Linked DNA regions of Mus musculus: region 2 is linked to region 1. The links are chromatin contacts, called in public HiChIP or PLAC-seq maps. All regions are on one chromosome and are shown on one strand. Each heading gives the region's core, a stretch centred on a gene start, on an enhancer-like site or on the middle of the called end of the contact. The rest is flanking DNA. Distances are from core to core; before and after follow the strand shown.

Evidence for each region. HiChIP or PLAC-seq counts read pairs in DNA pulled down with a chosen protein or histone mark.
Region 2: an H3K4me3 HiChIP or PLAC-seq map of intestinal villus epithelium shows a contact between it and region 1, with 7 read pairs. The contact joins two enhancer-like sites. A contact is called at or near these places in 9 of 484 Hi-C or Micro-C datasets (bone marrow-derived dendritic cells, brown adipocytes, cerebellar granule neurons and 4 more) and 4 of 115 datasets of contacts at active chromatin or transcription factors (bone marrow-derived dendritic cells, bone marrow-derived macrophages, intestinal villus epithelium and 1 more).

Annotation. Positions count from the first base shown.
Region 1 is chr12:32,633,699-32,637,113 of GRCm38.p6, reverse strand. No RefSeq gene overlaps it. Among named protein-coding and RNA genes, the nearest start is that of Gm33380, 54 kb to the right of the region's middle. Within about 2 kb of position 1,738, at least 43 of the 459 cell types and tissues checked have an H3K27ac peak or open chromatin away from gene starts, as enhancers often do. A contact at or near this core is called in intestinal villus epithelium, where this site is marked.
Region 2 is chr12:32,766,803-32,770,217 of GRCm38.p6, reverse strand. It overlaps Gm40376 (predicted gene, 40376), which reads right to left. Exons shown (of 3, transcript NR_168680.1): 2 at 67-165. Among named protein-coding and RNA genes, the nearest start is that of Gm40376, 44 kb to the right of the region's middle. Within about 2 kb of position 1,622, at least 74 of the 459 cell types and tissues checked have an H3K27ac peak or open chromatin away from gene starts, as enhancers often do. A contact at or near this core is called in intestinal villus epithelium, where this site is marked.

The DNA.
Region 1 (3,415 bases), core at 489-2,988:
CCTCCGTGGACACCAAGCACACACACACACACACACACACACACACACACACACTATATATATATGTGTATATATATATATATATATATATATACACACACACACACACACACATCCAGGCAAAACAATAAATAAATACACATACAAAATAAAAATAAATAGATCATTTAAAAATAAAAGGCCAGTTAAGTCACCTAGGGACTAGTATGTTTCTGAAATTTCTACTTTGATATCTTTATTCTAATCTGACTCCACAAATGCCCATGAGTTCTTTATTTTCTTTATAGCCAATCTTCTTGTTTTCTTGGTCCAGGCCTATTATTCTTAAATACTGTTACACAGAATACTCTGTGTTCTCCTCCCAGACAGCCATATTTTTAATTTCTCTCTCTCTCTCTCTCTCTCTCTCTCTCTCTCTCTATATATATATATATATATATATATATATGAATAAAGTGGTCTGTAAGCTTCTTTCTGAATGGGCAGCTATTTATTACAGCAGGCCATACTTGGCTGAGGTTAGCAACAAACCTCAGTTGCCTTTTAACATTCAAAAGAAATGCAGGGCCTTTGAAACACTGCAGGCTTCTTTTACTTTTCTTACTAATTTGGAATTCTGGCTTCCTTCTCTTTCAGGTTTTATGATTACTTGTTATTTTTGTTTGTACTCTTTTTCACAATGTCTGAAAGGATGGGAGAGGTGGGAGGAAAGGCCAAGGTAATTGAGTCCACCTAGCTGCCTCTGCAGTTAACAGCATGCCAATTCTAAACCCTGGGCTTCATTTTAATCTATTCTTTCACACAAAACAGCATCCAGTTGATATGTGCAGAATCAGGAGCATAGTCACCACAGCTGTCCTTTCATGTTTATGAGGTCCACACTTGGGGTATGAGAATTGCATCTGTTGAACATGGCTTAGGTTTTCTTGATATTATTCCCCTTTAAAAACCCATAAAACCATTCACATAGCATTTTTCTTGTATCAGGTATTATTAATAATCTGGATGAATTAAAGTATATGAGCATATACATCTAAGTGATAGAAAAATATTACTAATACATCATTATATATAAGGTGCTTGATACTTGAGAATTTGCACATCTCTGTATGTGGTGGAGGGAAACTAATTCTCTGAGGCTACCAAAGGATGTCTGTATTATACAAATGATATGGAAATTAACAGTGACTATAATAAACTGATGAAAGCAAGTTAGGGGAAAACAGGGCTTATTTTGGATTGTAGTTCCATGAGGTTAGAGTCTATATTGATGGGGAAAGCATGGGAGCAGGGGCAAGAAGCAGAGAGGTCACATTTTATCCACACACAGAAAGAGAGATAGGATGGGAAGTCAGTGAGGCTACAAACCCTCAAAACTCACCCCCCCCCCCCAGTGATGTATTTCCCAGTGGTGTTAGGAAGTGATGAATCTCCACTTCCTGACAGTTCTGTACCCCCCAAAACCATGTCACCAGCTAAAGACCAGCTGTTCAAATGCATGAACTTAGAGGGGCATTCTCATACTATAACAGTCCTGGGTCATGCCAGCAGTGTAGGTAACATGAATAATCAGAAATGAAAGTGATCAGAGGGTGCAAAGCCAGGAGGGAGTTCAGAGTAAACCTTAAGCTTGGGATGGGCACAGCACTTACCATTTGCCTTACAACGTTATTCACTCTACCTAGAGCTGAGAACTGTTTATGCAGGAAACACACTTCCTCTGTCTGTCTGAGCACTCAGAAAGGCTGCATTGCCTCCTAAGGTAAGATGAGATGCAGCTGTTAGCTTGCCCTTTTAGCCCTGTGAAAGACAGGTGATCTACTTCCTCCAGGCACAAGCTGTGTTAGCAGCTCAGTTCTCCCCAGCAAGGGGAAATGGAACTAATTCTGCCACCCTCAAGGAATAACTAAGCACGAACCCCTGCCTGTTCTCACGGGGTTACAACCTTTCTCTTTCCAGTATGCTTCTGGCTTTCACTTTCTGCATTTCCTTTCTCTTTCTCCTGGAAACGGAACCGAGCTAAGCACACCTAACCCAACTTCACTGCACCTTCCTTCAAGAGCAGGACCTGGCTCCTTGTTCAGCAGCTGAGGGTCTGCCTGATGTATCTCACCACACTGGACTTGTTTGCTATCAGTGTCATCATGCAGAGAGCTGAGGTCACAGAATCTAAGAGAACATGGGATTTTCTGTGTCTTCCTTTTGGGGCATTCTGGAACATTTTCTAAAGCCTAAACATCCTGGTTGTTCAGTTGCCTCTCCCTTTCCAGAAGCCTAGTGCTACTTCAACTTTGACCCCAACTCTGAGATCATCCTGGCTCTGAGACCCAATCAGAATCATTATCACCCAGCTGGAGGAGGGGAAAACATCACCATTCCTTAAGGAGTTCAGATGGTCATGACTGAGAAGTAAAGTTTATTGTAGAATATACACAATCTCCTAATGAATCAATCACCTAAGTCTACAAGTGTTTGGGTTTAGGGTTCAAGGGCAACACTAAGGTCAGTTATCTTTTGGGAGTTAGCATTTTGTTGGAGAGATGGTAATGCCCACATGGCAGAGCTAGGGTCCCTCCTTATATATTTTAGGGGAAGTGAGAGGTTCTATGTCACAGGATTGGTGCTTGCAGACTACCTGTCTGATTCATGGGCAGCCGGGAGAGAGGAATCTGTCTGCTTCGGGCCTGTAAGAAGAGTCTGCTAGAAGGGTGGGGAGAGTAAGAACTTAGGAAAGCAAATCAGCAGGGAAGCTTTTAAAAAGGCATGGCCCTGGCTAACAGAATCCCTCCCCAAAATCTCCCCAAAAGATGTAAGTTATGAAGGAGGGTAGGAAGAACTGGAAGCAGGAGGGTGCTTTGCTTGAAGACCATTGGATGCAACAGAAATGTGGGATTGCAGTCAAGGTGAGGTGAGATTGCCCCATAGCCACAGTAGACTCCACTCTGCTTTCACCATTTTGTCTGCTGCATCCAAACTGGGCCTTAAACTATCTCTGTATATTTCTGTATCCAGGCCAGACAGTCTGCCCATTAGTCAGAACTGTCATATGGGTTGAAAGCCATTGTGAATCTAAATAAAGAAGTACCCTTTTCTCTTCTTTTCTTTTCTTTTCTTTTCTTTTTTTAATTAGGTATTTTACTCATTTACATTCCCAATGCTATCTCAAAAGTCCCCCATACCCTCCCCCCACTCCCCTACCCACCCACTCCCACTTTTGGCCCTGGCGTTCCCCTGTACTGGGGCATATAAAGTTTGCAAGTCCAATGGGCCTCTCTTTCCAGTGATGGCCAAGTAGGCCATCTTTTGATACATATGCAGCTAGAGTCAAGAGCTCCAGGGTACTGGTTAGTTCATATTGTTGTTCCACCTATAGGGTTGCAGATTCCTTTAGCTCCTTGGTTACTTTCTGTAGCTC
Region 2 (3,415 bases), core at 373-2,872, 130 kb before region 1:
AGAGCCAGGCTCTTTGTAAGGCTTGCAGATACAGGAATGAAACTTTTTTCATTTTTAGACACACACACACAAATCGCAGCACAGCTGTGAATCCAACCAGTGAGGTGACTTGGTGATCTGTAGTATCAAGCAACGCTTCTGGTTTTCAGCTCTTGAGTACGGCTTCTGAAAGAGACAAACATTTGCACAGATGTTGAAGGTCCCTAGGTTCAGTCCAAGGCATAAGATCATAGTTTGGTTACTTAAGATTGTTGTTCCCTTCCTTTATATTCTCAGAGAAAAGAAGCCCATTGCCTCCAATGTTCTCATCGTTCTAGGGTGGCAGGATAGTTTCCAAAAATACGTGCGTTCAATGGACACATTACACCTCATGTGCACTGGAAATACTTGAGTCTGGGCTTCCTTTATCTACCAGCTTCTGTTTGATTGCCAAATACCCACCTCTCATTAATGATGGAATTTGTGGTTTTCTTCAATAATTAAGAGAGATACTCAATCTCAAATGTCTAATTGGCCCTAGATCTCAGGAGACAAGTGAGAACAATGGGCAGGCATGGAAGCTGTGGACCTTACACAACTGGATTCTGTTTCTAATATTACCACAAGTAGAAATAACTCCTTATAGATCCCGGCTACTAGCCACGATAGCTAATATCCCAACTCTCTTGTCTTCTTCACAGATACAGACTTGGCATCTCAGGGCTGGAACAACTGGGCTGCTAAATCCAGGTCTGGTAGTCAAGTTGTACATTACACAGAGAGAAGGAAACATGTGAGCAACTCTCATCAGGACACACAGAGAAGTTTCTTCAACACAGTCAAGGGTTTGGGTATAGTGCCCAAATGACTAATGTCCTTTATAAAATAGGAATTAACATTGTTGATGTGCATCTCAGAAAAAGAGTTTCTATGACACGTTCTACAGATGTAAAGGGTGGTGACTGATTAAAATATCCATCAGCTTTAGCAAGATAGAGTTTAATGATTTACTGGATGTGAGAAGAGGCAGAGAAGGGGGAAGGAGGAAAGGGAGGGAGAGGGACTGGAATTGAGAGTAAGGAAGGAGAAAGGGAGATGAGAACTGGATCCCACGTCTCTGAGCTCCAGGATGGGCAGCTTGAAGAAGAGGGGAGATTCTTTTGACTCAGGATTAGGGGGACCTACCCAATTTGTGTTCAAGTTTCCCTTTTTGTAGAATGGAGGAGTAATAGTATTTGTTTCAAAAAGTCAGGTGGAGGGAATGAGAAGCCTGAAATGCTGGCATGATGCCAAGAATTGCAATGGACGTCATAGATACTGTTGTTAGTTGCTTGAGGTGCTCCCTACAAATCTCTTCCAGTTTATTAGTCAAGGCTCCCTAATTTCAAAATATAAACCAGCTTGAATAAGTTATAGACAGTCTTAACAGGTTGGACATTGAGACTCTTAGTTGAAAATAATGTTCTGGGCACATTGGTTAGAAATCAAGGAAATGGATTTTTGTTTTTGCAGATCTGACTGAGACCCTGTCTTCATGATATTCTGGTTTTGCTTTTAGAAACTGCCAAATCACACATCACTTCTACCAGGGGAATGACACAGCATTATGAAACTCCCACACTCTCATGAGGGTGGCAACCAGGTTTCTTACATAACAAGGACTTTGGCACCTCACCCAGGGCTTGGTGGCTTGCCAGTCTTCCACTCCCCAGAAAAAGGCGTCAAGATTATTTGGATAGTTGGGTATGATCCAAGCTTAGGGCATGGGACAATGTACAGGGCAACACAGTGGAGGGGGCAGCTCCTAAGCATTCTGAGTAAACAAGCAAATGCTTCAAGGTCACTGGCACTTCCAATTCCATCAGAACATGCTTTGGGGGTGTGTGTGCCTGGGTCCAGACCTGTCTTGGACTCTGTGTAACTTCTAGAGTCACCTGAAGGGTCTTCAGTTCTCCACTAGGTCATGTGGAATAGAACTGCCCCCAAGAGTCTTTCCTGACACCTCAAACTGAGGGAAGTAGCACGGAGCACTTTCACCTGTGAGCAACAGTTTGCATAAGAGAGTCTAACTTTCCTAAAGGGAGGATGGACCCAGAGCCAAAAAAGATCAAGATCAACTTTCCATCTGGGAGGCAATAGCCTTCAGTGCCGGTAGTGTAGAAACTAGCTAAATTCTTATTAAAGTTCCAGCACAAACATTCCATTCATTTTTTATTCTGCTCTGTTAACACTGCTCGCCAGAGTCCGGATGGTTCTGTAGTGTGGGGTTGCTTTACCCTTCTAAGTCATCTTGCTCCAGTGAAACTAAACCCTGAGAAGGAATGATCCTGACTGCTTGTGTGTAACCTAACATTGCGTTGCTTGTACGTTAGTGAAATTAATGCCCTTTCCAGGATAAAAGGGTGACTGAATTAATGTCACATTATTGAAACCAGGCCTATTTTATAAGCCTTTGCTCTCATAGATCCCCTGGCAGAGTCTTGTTGAGTAGATTTAGTCTGGAAGATGGTTCTTATTCATGTCAGGTATTGTCCTTGGCATTTTCAACATATTGTCAGAATTTCAACAGCAGTACTTCTAAGTGCATGCTATTGCCCCATGACAGATGAGGGAACTTGCATCAGAGGAGTGGCTTTGGCTAGGAAAGGAGGTACAGGGGCCTGATAGAGCAGGTTTGCTGCATCAAAGCACCAACTTTTTACCTCTTGTTGGTACTACACAAAGGAGATGGCCATATACTGGGGGATTCTTCTGGTTTAGTCATTCACATTTGACTTGAACCTTCATTAGAAATTTCACTCAACCTTTTGCCAGATGGCAAGTGATTCTGAAGTGAAATTAGACTTTTGCGTAAGGATCAAAGTCTCATGGTTTGGGCCTGGCGAGACTGTTCAGTGGCTAAACGTACTTGTTGCACAAGCCTGATAAACTGAGTTTAATCCTAGAAACTCATGGAAGGAGAGATGTTGCCCACCTCCATACACACCAATATTAAAGAATAAAAACCCCTCTGTTTTAAAATCCCCCCCCCATCTTGCTTTGGTATAGCCAACAAGAATGTGTGTGGACTCCTTTGCCATTTGTGAGCAGACTGTAGAAAAACGTGATTGAGAGCAGAACTCAGTTCACCAAGGCCTGGCCCTGAGGGTCCTGCAGGGGAGTTTCCAGCAGTGCAACAGTTTCCATATTTCCTTGTTTTGCAGAAAGAGGTAGTTCAACAGCAGAGAAACACTCTCCACTTTGCACCCCAGCCCAAGAGAATTGGGGAGGGAGCAAGTATCTCCCATGCTGATTTCAAAGCTCCTTGCATGCTGAATTGGGCTATACATTTCCAAAACAGCTTATTGCCAATGTGCCAGAGAGCAGGTGTTGGTGATGGTTAACAACAGAAAGCATAAGTGTGCAAACAGTTTTGAGAAATTCTAGGTTTCTTCAC